Regions from separate parts of the Mus musculus genome. Here region 2 is linked to region 1. The links are chromatin contacts, called in public HiChIP or PLAC-seq maps. All regions are on one chromosome and are shown on one strand. The core of a region is the stretch at or near the end of the contact, and the rest is flanking DNA. Distances in the headings are between cores, read along the strand shown.

Region 1 (6,571 bases), core at 405-2,904:
TGATGCACTATGAATATCCTTTCAAGTTTACAGAACCTCTAAGCACTCTAAACTTTTAGAAATTTATTTTACATCCGATTATTATTTTCAAAGATATTTAAGGAAGAAATAGAAAGTTATTTTCAAAGTTTTTTTTTCTTAAAGCTGAGGTAGAAAAGAGTTCTAAACATCTCTGCAGTAACTGGATTTTATATTCTAAATGTTTCTTCTCACACCAATGATCAAAACAATATTACATTTAACATACCTTTTAGGCATACTATAAATATGAGATTATTTTACTAAAACGTTACTTGAGTTCTTACCTAATTTTAGTTCTATATTTGGTCTCATTATAATTTGACTCAGGTCTCTTCAAAAATCAATGTTCCCAGTTTGAGATTTCATTAGCTACTTACTTATGACTAGAGGTGTGATTATCTAAAATTTCCTGCTTCGTTCTTATGAGCGCTAGATCAGATTTGAAAAGTAATTATCCCATTTAATTTTAATATTTTTCCATCTCTGGTTATGAAGTAAGCTAAGAAGGTATTTATTCAATCAGAGAAGTCCAGATCCTCTACGTTTTAATATGGTTCTTGAACTTACGGTTTTTACTTGAACTTATTCAAAGTAATTTCTCAGTTACTTGGTGGTTTTCATTTTTAAAACCAGCATGACGGCTCCCCTGCAGTTCTGTGACTTAACTGGGGACCCTTTACTGTACTTTCTCTGTGAAGGAATTGCATCAGCTTGGGTTGGTCACACAGTGTCGGCCACTTTTCATGCAAGCAAGGCTTGCTGGAGCCACGTGTCCCAGCCCAGAGCAATCAGTGAGGGCTTTGGCATGCTCCTCTTGCTAATCACAGGAGGTTAACGAAATTGTAAACTCTGAGATAATGTTACTTTGGGAAGAGACCTGGGTCCAATTATCACGGGCAATTCTCAAATGGAATTAAAATTAGGAAGAAGGAAGTACCAGTTGATTGCGATCTGGCCAATCTCAGCGCTGCAAGGGTCAGATGTTTTGTATTTATTCAGGTTGTAGTTCACTCGTCCACAGCTATAGTTGAAATTAAGACCTCATTTTGGGGAACGTGTGATCATTCCCTGGCATGGTCTGCCTGTTTTCTTTAAAAGAGATGCATCAAATTGGAAACTGGATGAACCGAAAATCAATGAGCAGGAAAGGAACGAAAGGTCTAATTTGTTAAGAAATTACACTGATGATAATTGATAAAAATTTGAGGGAGAAATCAAAAAGAATTTTTTTCCTAAGGTAAATTGCAAAGGTGGAATTAGAAAAAAAAAATTCCCTCAGTTTTAATATCTCATCTGCATTCAAATTAGGTTTTATTGTATTCTTTCAAAACCACAAAAACAGATAATTATCTCAAAAGGATGTTATAGAAATTGCCACTTCAAAACAGAACCACCAAGGCCCTGCTTGCTACTTGGGTAGGCAGGAAGTGAGTTTGAAAAAAAAAAAAAAACCCAACACACAGAAACACTAAAACTTTTCTTCTTTTCTTTGTGACACTTTCTGACTAAGATCCAGACAATCTTTGAAAAATCTTAAAATAAGGATCTTCCATCTTCTTTAGATGTCAGGGTGAAGAAAGCACAAAGCTCCCAGAAGTCTCTCAGTGACAAGCACTGCAGTTGTCTGCAGGCCCCGTCAGGAAGGCATTGTGTTCTGCCCGCATTAACAGAGTTCCTCGTAGGTGGTGGGTGCCAAGATCATCCTGGACTCAGGAACCAGATTTTAGTGGGGGAAAAACATCTAAAAGGAAGTGAAAATGAATTGAATACCAAACTTTTTTTCTGTTTTTTTTGTATGTGTGTGTGTATGTATGCACATGTTTATGTAAGTGTGTTCATGAGTGTGTGCTTATGTATATACATGGATATAAATAGATTCGTTTGTATGCATGTAGAATCCAAAAAGTTGAAGTCTGGTATTTTTTTTAATCACTCTTTCTTTTGTTCTTTCTTTCTTTTTTTCTTTCTTTCTTTCTTTCCCTTAACAATTAAAAAGTTTAATTAAAATATAATCATTTCATTTCCCCCCTCCTTTTGTGATGGTTTGAATGAGAATGGCTCATGTAGCAGGGACAGCAGGGCTGCCTCTTTGTAAACGCTGTCCCCACCCCCATACTCCCCCCTCCCGCCATCCCACCCTCGCTCCGCCCCCAAGCAGCTCCTGCAGGAGGACCTGTTTGAGGACTGCTGAGAGACCAAGGATTGCTCATGCAAAGAGTGCCAGCCAATCAGGAACTGCTATTTGGAAGAGGTGTTTTCTTGGGACCAATGGGGGCGCGGGTGGAGGGTATTAAAGGAGTTTGCTGCAGGTTTCTCACCTGCTCTGTGTCATTGATTCTTCACCAGCTCGGTTCCAACCCCCAAGGGCAGGTAGAGTCCTTTGGAGAGCTGTCCAGAGCACAGGCAACAGGACTACATAAGCTCATGTATTTGAATATTTGTCTTCCATTTGGCGGCTGTTTGGGAGATATTAAGAGGTGTAGTCTTGCTGTGGGCCAGTTTGAGGTTTTCAAATCATCTCACCATATCTATTGCGTTCTCTCTCTCTCTCTCTCTCTCTCTCTCTCTCTCTCTCTCTCTCTCTCTCTCTCTCTCTCTCTCTCTCTCTCTCTCTCTCTCTCCTGCTTGCTCATTGAGACGTGAGCTTCCAGCATCGCTCCAGAAACCTGCCTCTTGCTCCCACTGTTCCACCATCATAGACTCATTCTATGAAACCATAAGCCCCAAATAAACTTTTTTTTTCTATGATTTTCATGAACATAGCATCTTATCCCAGCAATGACAAAGCAGCTAAGACTCCGTTCCTCCCTCCAACCTCTCCTGTGTCCTCTACCTTTGACATTTTCCGTGTTTCTCTCCTTACTTCCTTTCAAATTCATGGACTCTTTTTCATTATTGTCACACACTGAGTGTTGTTTGTGTGTATGTGATTTGAGGGGATACCATTTGGTGTTGGGTAATCAATTAGGGGGCTCATTCAAGGGGAAAACTAATTCTCTCATTTGTTGCCTGTGTTTGGTTTCAGAACTTCACCCCCCACCCCCCAAAAAGGGACTGAGGTACAGATTTTACATATCAAAGCAGGTTCTCCCAGCATCCCTCAGTCCCTGACTGGCATACCCTGCCCCCAACCTTGAATTTTCCAGTCCAGGGGCTGGGCTGCCCTTCCCCCAGGGACTCTTCCCTACATAATGCAGAGATTTTGATCTCTCTCTTCTCTCCCTCTCTCTGCAAGAGCATCCTTTCTTTCTCTTCTGCCTCCTCTCCCTTTTCTCTCCCCATGGTGACTTCCCTGGCCTTGATCTTTGGGTCCCCAAGAGCAGCTTGCAAATAAACCCATTTAGTGTAATCTAACGTGGCTTGAATGGACTCATTTCACTAGAATAGGCATTTTGTCACTTAAAGAACTTGAGGCTCAGCCAGCAGTCAGAGAAGGAATTCAGTATTAATTTATACTGATTATATTAATTTACATTAAATTGTATCTCCAAATATGAGGTTCTTCATATTTCCTAGAATGTTCAACAAGATACAAAGTTATATATATATATATATATATATATATATATATATATATGTATATATACATATATATATGTGTATATACATTTATAGATATATACACATATACATACACACATATATTCACACACATGTATGGCTATCTATCTTTATATACAGATATATAAACCATATATAAGCCATTCATATGAAATTATGTACTCTTTATAGACCAAATAAAATGTATATTTGATGCATTTCTTTACGTTTTCATTGAATAGAGTCTATGTTTCATTGCTCCCTGTGGGAAAAAAAATGTGATGACAGTGTAATTCACTTCTTTATGGAACCAAAGTTAAAAATACTCATAACTCCGATAGTTTTGGAATGGTACAAAGCATTACTAAAACTAACATCTAATTATATACAAATACACTTATTAGTGCGTATGTCTGAATGTAGAATGCAATAATAATCAGGCATCGAATCGGATGCTAATTATAATCTTCTGAGTGGAGAGGCACTGTGACGTGGAACAGAGCAACAGCAGCACGTCGGAGCTGCATAATGAATCCAAACAACACTTGGCAAAATAAGTGAGCCAATTACAAATGTGTAATTACTGATTGAATCATTGCTTGAGGGTGATTAATGGTGAGAAGAGAGGGAAAGAGGATGTTTTCGTCCTATTGTGGTTTGGTACTAAATGTGAGAAGAGGACTCTCCAGGAGGATACTGGAGGAACAGCAGACATTTCAGGTTGGAGTCATTGCTCTTGTCTAGGCCATGGGTGGTCAGGCTTCTGTGCTTGAAATGATATGAACAGGAACCAGCATTTGAAGTCAAAGATGAGTCAGCAGGACAAAAGAGATTGAAAATGGACGTCCTTTGGCATGAATGGCTACAGACAGCCCTGCTGCTAACAATTATGCATTTGAATGTGTTGTATGTCACAGTCAGACACACACTAGACACTTAGTATATTTTCTTTCTAAAGAAAAGTTAATACATTTTAAAAATTAAAACAGAGCCACATTATTTTCTCCTTTTCTCCTTCTGGCACTTCTGGGGTACCCCACTCCATCTCCTCGCATGCTTCCTGAGAGCTCTTTTCTGCCTCACCTCCAAACTGATACCCTCTTTTCTTTGATTGCTATTGTTATATGCATATACATGTATACGTATGCACAAACATATACATATAAGCTGTTGAGTCAGTTTTTATTGTTTGTATGTATCTGGTTTCAGGGCAGACCACTTTGTATTGAGTAACCCAGTAAAGAGGGGTTCACCCCTAGGAAAGGCTCATTCCCTTATTTTCTTGAAACCTTTGCTAGTGACTACTCCTGATGTGTTTTCTCCCTTTATCTCCAATTAGCAGCCAGTCCTAAGCAGGAACTGGGATGAATTCCTAAGCTATAGTAAGTAAATTTATGATGTTAACACTTTTGCAAAAAAAACGAATGTGTTGTTGTTCACCAAATACAATTTTTTGGGAAGGGGCGGAGCATCATCTACATTTTTGTTATATACAGCTTCCTCAAGTCAGCACCAAATAGTCCAAACAGTTTAAATGTACCCCTTACCATGATGCTCTTTTTTGTGCCTGACTGATGAATCTAAGAGCCTTTTGAAGTAGCGAACGTCTCGTGTGCCTTCCCCACCCCAAGCTTCCTCCCTCTCATGGGTTACACGCGACATTCTTCAGCATGAAGCCAATCTGACACGTCTTGATAAAATACCATGAAGATCACATAACAATCTGTTATTCCGTGTAACGGAGTCAGCTGAAGTCCATAGAGAGGCAGAAGGAGGGGAGGAACCGCAAAAATAATTTTCAGTTCCCATTGTCTTTTCAGTAGACTACCCCAAAGCAGTGTTTCTCCATTTGTCCTGCCCTGAGCCAAGCAGAGTCCGTAAGGGATCCATCTGCGTGGAGCTTCCAGAAGTGAGGTTTACCTCTGAGCTGCTATAGTGGCCCCACCTGCATTACTTGTGATCCTTCACTGTCAACCATCCTGCTTTCCACCCTTCCCTGATTTACACACCAGCGAAACAATGTGGACATATCTTCAGTCCCCAAAATGATGTTTTTTTCAGGTACTCCAGGCTTAAAGCAAACATCACAACATAATCATCAATTCTCCATCAAGGCATCATTATCTATCTCAGCCTCCTGCATGGGATACTGTGCTGAGACGGTACACTGAGCCATGGGTAACAATGTGGGATGGTAGAAGGTGAAAAAAAAAATGAAGTATGGTCGCTGTAATCATCAATCCTAAAGGACTATGTAAGAGCATTATTATACAACTAACCTGCTTTAAGGATTCTTCTACTGTATGCATCCTTTGACTGACAGTGACAGCTTAGTCACTGGAATTACCAGCTATCTCTTTTGTTATTTTTATGGCTGTATACAGCATTAAATCTCCCTATTACATTTCCCTAAGAGCCTTGGTTTTGTATTTTTAAAGCATGAGCTTTCAATTGCCTTTACACTATCCATAGAAAATCCCTTCTATGTGTCACACCCTTGTACTTCTGCCTCCCTCTCCCTTTAAAGGAAATAAATGAGGACACATACTTCCCAGGTAGCTCAGGTTCGTTGTTGTTGACGGTTAGCTGGTAATGTACGTAAACTGCTCAATTTCAACCTCAGTGTGAGTGGGAACTCCTCTATTCATCTCATCAAATTAAGGCCTGTTGCCCTCTCTTACAAGTACAATCTGTTGCGGACTGGCTCCCCAGTCACCAGGGCGCACACTGTGTGTAGACATAGATTCATTACACTGACAGTGAAAAGAAGAAAGAACCTGACATTTGCTGAGCATGTGCTGCCTCCCATGAGCCCTGCAAGGCATTTCCCCCTTGCTTTTATCTTTCTAGAACCCTATGCAGTAGATATAAATCCTCCCTTACGTGCAGAGAACTCAAGTGACCGACAGTACAGGGCAAAGACAGTATTCAAACTCATCTATGCCCAGATACACAGCCCTAGCTCTTTACCCAGTACTTTGCAGCCATGGATATCTCCCACATTTAGGGT
Region 2 (7,477 bases), core at 3,894-6,393, 220 kb before region 1:
CTAACAGAGCAGGGGCGTTATCCTGGCAAGGCAAACTCAGTCAGTCACTAGCAAGGCACTTAGGGCTAACCTGGTCTGAGAGAATTTATATAGAACAGTATATGTGTGCCTCTGTGTGTGTGTGTGTGTGTGTGTGTGTGTGTGTGTGTGTGTGTACATATGTACACATGCACTTTGTTCTCTCTGGCATTTGTATCATCTGTGCAGACATCAGTGGTAGTATTCTGTGCTATAAATGCCAGTTGGTCCTAAGCAGTAACGTTCTATCCTGTGAATTTGTGATGTGGTATATTTATATTAGGTCACATATAAAGAAATATTTAATAGCATAAGAAAAATGTACTGTAAGTAAAAACTCCTGTATAGTACAAAATATTGCCAAAGTTTATAGTCTTCACTGAAAACACTCTGCCAGCTCAGTGTGTAATGTAGAGCTCTCTCCAGAGTTTCTTCTACAGGAGAAGGAGGCTTGTCTTCCTATTAAAATCTTAGCCAGTCTCTTAGGAGCATTTTACCAAAACAAAGAATAATAATAGACATGAAATACTGTACTAAAAACCTCCCAGGTCTTGGGAGGTATGGACCTAATGTATATAAGGGAAGTCTTGTGTTGGAGCGGAGACAGCAGTAGTGCTCCCTCTGCCTTTGTGGCCCTCTTCCTTCTGCACACTTATGCTTTGCTGTGTGCAGCATTGTTAAGTGCACACACTGGCCACGAGTTACACAGAGCAAGAGGTGAGCACGGGAGAAAGAGCAGGGCCAGCCTCTTGCCCAGAGTGACTAGTTCAATCTCAGAGGCTCCTGCGTGGACATCACCTCTGGTCGCAGCTCTAGCTCTGCCCCTGTCACTGGAGTGCTGGAGCTTAGGCAGTGCCCAGGTCTCACTTCCACAGGCTCCATTTCCTTTCTCTGGAGTAAAACCTTTCTTTGTAAAAACTAGAGAAGATGTCACCTCAGGGCCCTGGAAGTTACGTGCCTATGGTTGTGGAGTTCTGTCATACAGTGTGAAAGACCCGTGTGAGACTTTGCAGTCTTATTTGTTCACTAAAAATCATACTAAATTCACGTGTTTTCACTTTAACATTGTGTGCTACAGGTGACCCACCTGTGTTTACCAGACATCCTTCCCTTTAGAAACTGTTAACCTCTCAGATGCCAGATTCAATTTTAGTTGACAGGACTTCCTTCCTGTTACTACTCAGTCAAGTCCTCTTTAGGACTCTCCAACTGAGTCCTCCCCTCCCCCTCCTCCTCCCCCTCTGCCCCTCCCCCTCTACCCCTCCCCCTCCCCCCACCTTTCTACCTGGTTCACAGTTAATGGACCACTTTCTGTCTCACTAAATTCCCCTTTGGGTGTGTTATGGTTAACCTTAAGGAGTTCATTTCCTTTTATATATTAAGGGATTGAAGGCAAGGCAGAGCATGCCTGCAGAAGAAAAGAAGTCTGTCTAGGCAAGTCACAAGTAAAGCAAATGTGTTCCAAGCCATCACCTAAGCTGCAGGATGTCTAACTATATTACAGAGAGAGGAGAGAGGCAAAGTCAAGTAGACTTGGGGGCTGATAGAGGAAGTATAATCAAAGATAATATAATGCACACATCAACAACTTTAGCATGTATAACTGTAATAACTATCTGACAAGTTACTTGGTACATAATAGACATTTAAGAAAATATCAGCATCATGATTATCTTTATATAATGATGAATTGTTCTATGGAATATGAAAGCGAAAGCTTTTAAATGATGACTGTTACCTTCAAAGAAGGAAGGAAGGACAGTCACTTCCTTATCTTGACATTTATCTTGTTTGCCTTTCCTGTATGAACCCTATTACTAGATGACTAAGTAGTCCATCAATAAGCGAATTCTCCCTCCCTCCCCCTCTCTTCCCTCCCTCCCTCCTTCCTCTTCCCCTCTTTCTCCTCCACCCCCTCTGTCTCTCCCCCTTTTAAGAACACTTACTTATTTTGGCAGTGCTGGTGCACACCTTTAATCTCAGGACTCAGGAGGCAGAGGCAAACAGATCTCTGTTAGTTCGAGGCCAGCCTGGTCTACATAGAGTGAGTTCCAGGACAGCCAGAACTATACAGAGAAACCCTTTCTCGAAAAACAAAAAATACGAACAACAAAACTGAAAACCCCTCTTATTTACACCAACTAAGTACACAAACTAAGAATTTTAGTGCTAAGTTATCATTCCACTCCCTAGTGACTAGTCAGTGAACATCCCTGAAGGGGAGACACCGGGCACTTTCACTGTGCCCTCTCATGAGGAGATAGATCACCTGCTGCCACCTCAGACGACAGGTTGAGCTGTGTGCTAACTGGGTAGTCCCTGCAGTACAGATCAGTATAAATGTCACGGATAGACAAACGGCCCGAGCCTGCTAGTGGTTGAGAGTCAAGAAAAAGGGAGAGGTGTGACCATTTGGGAATTAAAACCATAAGTGAGCCGGTGATTTAAAGCTGGGCATAAAGGAGGGTACGGGATGAAACCGTGGAAGCCACTCAGAAAGTTCTGGATGTGGCTGGGAATGTCAGCTGGTCTCTTAGGAAGACTTACCATGCAACATGCAAGTTTCATGTGGCTTCCTGGTCTACATTTCAGTTTATAATAAAAAGGGGGGTTTGTTTTTTGTTTTGTTTGTTTGTTTTTTTTTTTTTTAAGAAAAGCTAGGGCTAGAGAGATGGCTCAGAGGTTAAGAGCACTGACTGCTTTTCCAGAGGTCCTAAGTTCAATTCCCAGCATCCACATGGTGGCTCATAACCATCTATAATTAGTTCTGATGAGCTCTGCTGGAGTGCAGCAGACAGAGCACTCATATACATAAAATAAATAAATCTTTTTTTAAAGCTATAAAAGTCTGGTCAACAACACAATTATTTTTCCCAAGTTTAACATCTACAGTGTGACGGTATTATTACACGCACACGTCGTTCTATGCTGAAGGAGTTAGGAGAACCTCAGTCCACTGTGTCCTGTGTGTCCAGCAGCCTAAGACACTCCTGATTCATCAGTCCTCCTGCCAAGCTGGTGGCAGCCATGGTGTTTGTGTAGCAGTCTCCCTTCCACCTTTCTGTAATGCTATAAGGATGGCCACTACAGGGTGGACTGTGACAAAGTGGCCACTGGTAACACGTCAGTAGTGCCTACACCGGGAACGTGTGCTTTAACCTGTATGGCTTAGAGGACTGGGGATGACTTCATCTCTGACCCTGAGTTTTTAGACCATAGGCAAGGATATTCTCCGGAGGCCTGGGCTCAGAGCCCTCTTTCTTCATATTCGGCAGGTTTTTGGTTGGGGTTTTGGTTGGGTTGGGTTGGGTTGGGTTGGGTTGGGTTGGGTTGGGTTGGGTGGTTTTCTTTTAGTTTCCTCCATAACTGATAGTGCTTTGCTCTGCAGGCAGGCTCGGTTTTTTTTAGCCAGTTTGGGGCCAGGTGTTTGATATCCAGGCCCTACAAGAGCCTCATATGGAGGTGCGCTTACTGTCCCCCTCATGAGCAGGGTCTCAGGCTCTGACGCCGTTGTTTTTTTGTTGTTGTTGTTGTTTTGTTTGCAGACTGTTTCAATTCTGGAGCAGCGACTGTCTTTGACAGAAGATAAGCTGAGAGACTGCCTTGAGAATCAGCAAAAGCTTTTCAGCGCTGTCCAACAGAAGAGCTGAGCAGGGAGGGCCGTGAGCGAGGTCAGGTCAGTCGCCAGAAGACGGGCTCACACACTCTGGAGGTAGCCGAGGCCTTCCACACCCCTGCCACGCACTAACCGATTCTTCAGAGGGTGAGCAACGAAACCGAAAAGGTTCCAGGCATTCTCAGGGACTGACTTAAACACACAAATCAATGTCAAGGATCAAGTTATGCTCCTCCCAGGTCTAATTGCAGTAATAAAGTTATGAACATTTTAATCACCCCATTTCCCCCCTCCCCCATATTATTTGAAATGTCAGCTTTTATTTAACATGCAGATCCCCACCAGGAAAGTAAGCGGACCTCTAGATTTTATTGTTGCACCATCGCAGAATGACCATGCCCAGGCAGTTCCTGAAGGTAATGAATGTGTTTCTTAGGTGAGCACAGCCTTGAGGGGAAACCATTCGCTTGCTTTCAGATAGCATCTGAGATGTAGAAAACTGAGCTGGCTCGTAGTTCTTTCAGGTCAAAAAGAGTCTGCCTTGAAACCATGCTCCCTCCCTCAGTATTGCCACAGCAAGAATCAGCTGCTTGTGATTAGCAAGCGTGCTCACGTGACAAGGCAGGCGTTTTCCTTGTCTGGTGGGAACTGCATGGGACGTGCGCATCTCTGGTGTTACAGGTGAACACACTGAGTGGTCTGGGTCATACTGAACCTGTGGCCACAGCTCACAGAGATTATGCCTGTGTGCTTTCAGTACGCTAAAAAGCCAAAATGATGAAAAGGATGCACACATGAATCACATGTATTATTGCTTAAGGTGATTCTGGTGGCTGAAATAAGTGCATTTTTATTTAGGAAAAAAAAAAGTGCATCGTCTATTTTAGTTTAATGAATTGTGATTTGAAATGAAAATGGGTCAGGCATTCTAAAAGATCTTGAACACAAGTTAAGAACGTTTCTCTATCTTAAACAAAATGGAAATCAAAGTTAAAAAAAAAAAAAGGCAAATTCAAGGCAGCTGGCTCTGGGCACACAGAACAAAGGCCGGCACGGCTGTGTAGCAGGGGCAGATGCCATCTGTGTACAGAAAAATGGAGAAACAATGGTGTGGGAATGGAGAGGTTGTTCTCCAAGCGGTTTCGGTTTTGTGCCTCTGAGCTGCTTTTCTCTTCTGTCTCCTGTGTGTTGTAAGTGCCTTCTCTGTCCTGTGAGTGTAACCATCTTGACATTTTTCCCAGCTCACAAAACTAAGTGGCCATGTATTTTTATACCTTCATTGAGAAGACGACATAAAAAAAAATGAAATGTAATGCCAACTTTTGTTTCCTCTTTTTTATGCTTCAAACAATAAAGACACTTCTCTTTTTTAAAAAGATCAATGTCTTCTCTTTTTTTAAACATTGACAACCTTGTCACTGACCCTATTACCGCAGTCCTGTGGGCCCCAGTGTGCATAGCAAGCTCCTGAAGGGTTCCCAGCTCTCGATCTCTAACCTTATCTCTAGTGCTTGTGACTCATCAGTTGCAGAAGGGGCCCTGCGTCTGTAACAAGCTTAAGCTGATTTGGTTGCTCCAAGCCTGGGGCCCCCATTTAGAGATCAGTGATCCAGCTTCCGCTGGTTCCGTCCCCACAGCCTGAGGGGACCACACTTTCCTCATCGCCACAGAACCTCGATAAGACCAAAAGTCCTAGCCAGGCAATGGTGACGGACAACTTCAATCCCAGCACTCAGGAGGCAGAGGCAGGCTGATCTCTTGGGTTTGAACACAGCCTGGTCTCCAGGATGAGTTCTAGGACAGGCAGGGCTATGCAGAGAAACCTCGGTCTCGGAAAAACAAAGGGGGGGGGGGGCAAAAAGCCCTGAAACTTTTCCAAGAGGGTCGTTTTCTGATTTCCCTACCCCTTTCTCCTTGCTCTTAAGAAATTCCCTCCAGCAACAGCAGCACCTTCTGCTTCCTAACTTGAGTTTCTCCCCTCTGAGCTCCCCAAAGAAGCTGAGCTGCTAACACACACACACACACACACACACACACACACACACACACGTAGTTCCCTCACTGGTACATGGAGGCAGGAGAATGAGGATATCAAGGCAAACCTGGGCTATATTAAAACTTTTGTAGAGATAGGGCCTCAATTATGGAGCTCTAGCTGACTTGGAACTTGCTATGTGGACCTGGCTTGCCTCAAATTCAGAATATCTACCTGCCTGTGACTCCCAAGGGCTGATATTAAAGGCACGAACCACCACGCTTAGAAAAAAACCAAAAAACCCAAAAAGTTCTTCATTGGCATCGCCAAATGCCATCCCAGAACACCACATCACTAGGAGCTCTTTGCTTCATCTTCACCACCTCAAGAGTGACTAACTTCCTTCATTGCCCAGATTCAACACGTGGAGTCATTCTAACGGCTTTGTCTCACTAACAACAGTTCAGCCCTTCAGGAAGGCTTTATCAAGTATATAAAACACCCAGTCACTCCTTACCACCTCCGTTTCGTGAATAATCCAAATCTCTGTCATCTCTATCGCTGTCATCTCTTGCCTGGATCATTTTTCAGGTGACCCATAACTTGTCTCCCTCCGGTCACCCCTTCCCATGCTCACACAGCTGGCTAGCGTGGTTCTAGGAGAGCAAGAGTCAACCAAGCGCCTCTCTCTCTCTCTCTCTCTCTCTCTCTCTCTCTCTCTCTCTCTCTCTCTCGGTGGTGACACAGACCTACAATCTGAGTGTTCACCAGGCTGAGGCAGGAAGCCAGATGGGTTGCCAAGAGAGACTTGTCTAAAAGGCTATTGCAACCAAGCATGGTCCCATCTTAGTAACAAAGTAAAGGCTAGTGAGGAAGACTAGTAAAGTCTAGTAAGACTAGTAAATAGTAAAGGCTCTAGTCTTAACTACACATTGTCCGTCCACCCCCAACCCTTGTATCCCTTCCTCTGGGTAAACACCATTACGCTTACCCCTCCCCCTTGGGCCTCCCTTGATTGGAATTGTCTGCCTTGAGGGAGTTAGTTCTCCATTCAGGTTCCTTTCACTTCCAGACTCCCAGACTGAAATAGGAACCCTCCCTATACTTCTTACACCCCAGCCTGGCTTCCTCCAGTGTGCATACCCTCTGATCTACCTGCCTCCTGCAAACCTGACTTCCAGGCCGGAGTTCTGCCTACCACTCCCTACTAGAACCCTAGGGCTGAGAACAAGGCCCAGATTGTAGTGAGCCTTGCTCAGGGGGTCCCAGACAGAGGAAGGCGGCTCTTTGCAGCAACTCTGCTCTGGCAGGGGCTTCTGAGAAGAATGCCCGAGCGGCCCATTGCAAGAATCTCAGTGTTAAGTGAGGTAATGAGTGACTCTGAGTCCTTGGGATATCTGGGATCAAGGGAGAACACCTACTGAACCAATGTGTCACATCGTTTGAGACTGTCACTTTCTCCTTAATAACCTGTCCAACCAATGACATGGTAACTCCCACCAACAGTTCTCAAACCTCTCTGCCTAGCTGCCGCTTAAGATTTTCTGCCCCATATAAATTCTTCTCCTGGACTCATCCAAGTTGTATTAACAGATGTAAAGGTTTCCTGCTAGCTTGGGGTTCCTGTCAAATGATTATAGTGGAGCGTAGTAAAAAAAAAAAAATTATTGGCCTTTTTATTACTTTTAAAATTTTGTTTGTTTTGAAATAGAGTCTTGCAAAGTAGCCTCAGCTGGACTCAAATTCAGGATCCTTCTGTCTTGTCCTCCTGAGGCCTGGAATCACAAGCACATGCCACCCCATGCGCAACAGTATTTCTTTTTTTTTTAATAAACAGATAATTATATGTATTTGTGAAGTTTACAGTG

Evidence for each region. HiChIP or PLAC-seq counts read pairs in DNA pulled down with a chosen protein or histone mark.
Region 2: a CTCF HiChIP or PLAC-seq map of pro-B cells shows a contact between it and region 1, with 6 times the contacts expected there. The contact joins two enhancer-like sites. A contact is called at or near these places in 8 of 39 promoter capture datasets (the C10 cell line, the HPC-7 cell line, liver and 4 more), 4 of 15 datasets of contacts at CTCF or cohesin (CD8 T cells, embryonic stem cells and pro-B cells), 42 of 484 Hi-C or Micro-C datasets (8-cell embryo, B cells, CD8 T cells and 12 more), 9 of 115 datasets of contacts at active chromatin or transcription factors (the 230-238 cell line, T-cell acute lymphoblastic leukemia, embryonic stem cells and 2 more) and 2 of 9 other capture datasets (adipose tissue and embryonic stem cells).

Annotation. Positions count from the first base shown.
Region 1 is chr10:99,415,592-99,422,162 of GRCm38.p6, forward strand. No RefSeq gene overlaps it. Among named protein-coding and RNA genes, the nearest start is that of Gm34983, 41 kb to the right of the region's middle. Within about 2 kb of position 1,655, at least 37 of the 459 cell types and tissues checked have an H3K27ac peak or open chromatin away from gene starts, as enhancers often do. A contact at or near this core is called in CD8 T cells, the N1E-115 cell line, microglia and 2 more, where this site is marked.
Region 2 is chr10:99,193,063-99,200,539 of GRCm38.p6, forward strand. Poc1b (POC1 centriolar protein B) reads left to right here. Exons shown (of 12, transcript NM_027740.7): 12 at 3,564-5,012. The coding sequence ends at 3,668. Among named protein-coding and RNA genes, the nearest start is that of Gm34574, 35 kb to the right of the region's middle. Within about 2 kb of position 5,144, at least 89 of the 459 cell types and tissues checked have an H3K27ac peak or open chromatin away from gene starts, as enhancers often do. A contact at or near this core is called in CD8 T cells, the N1E-115 cell line, microglia and 2 more, where this site is marked.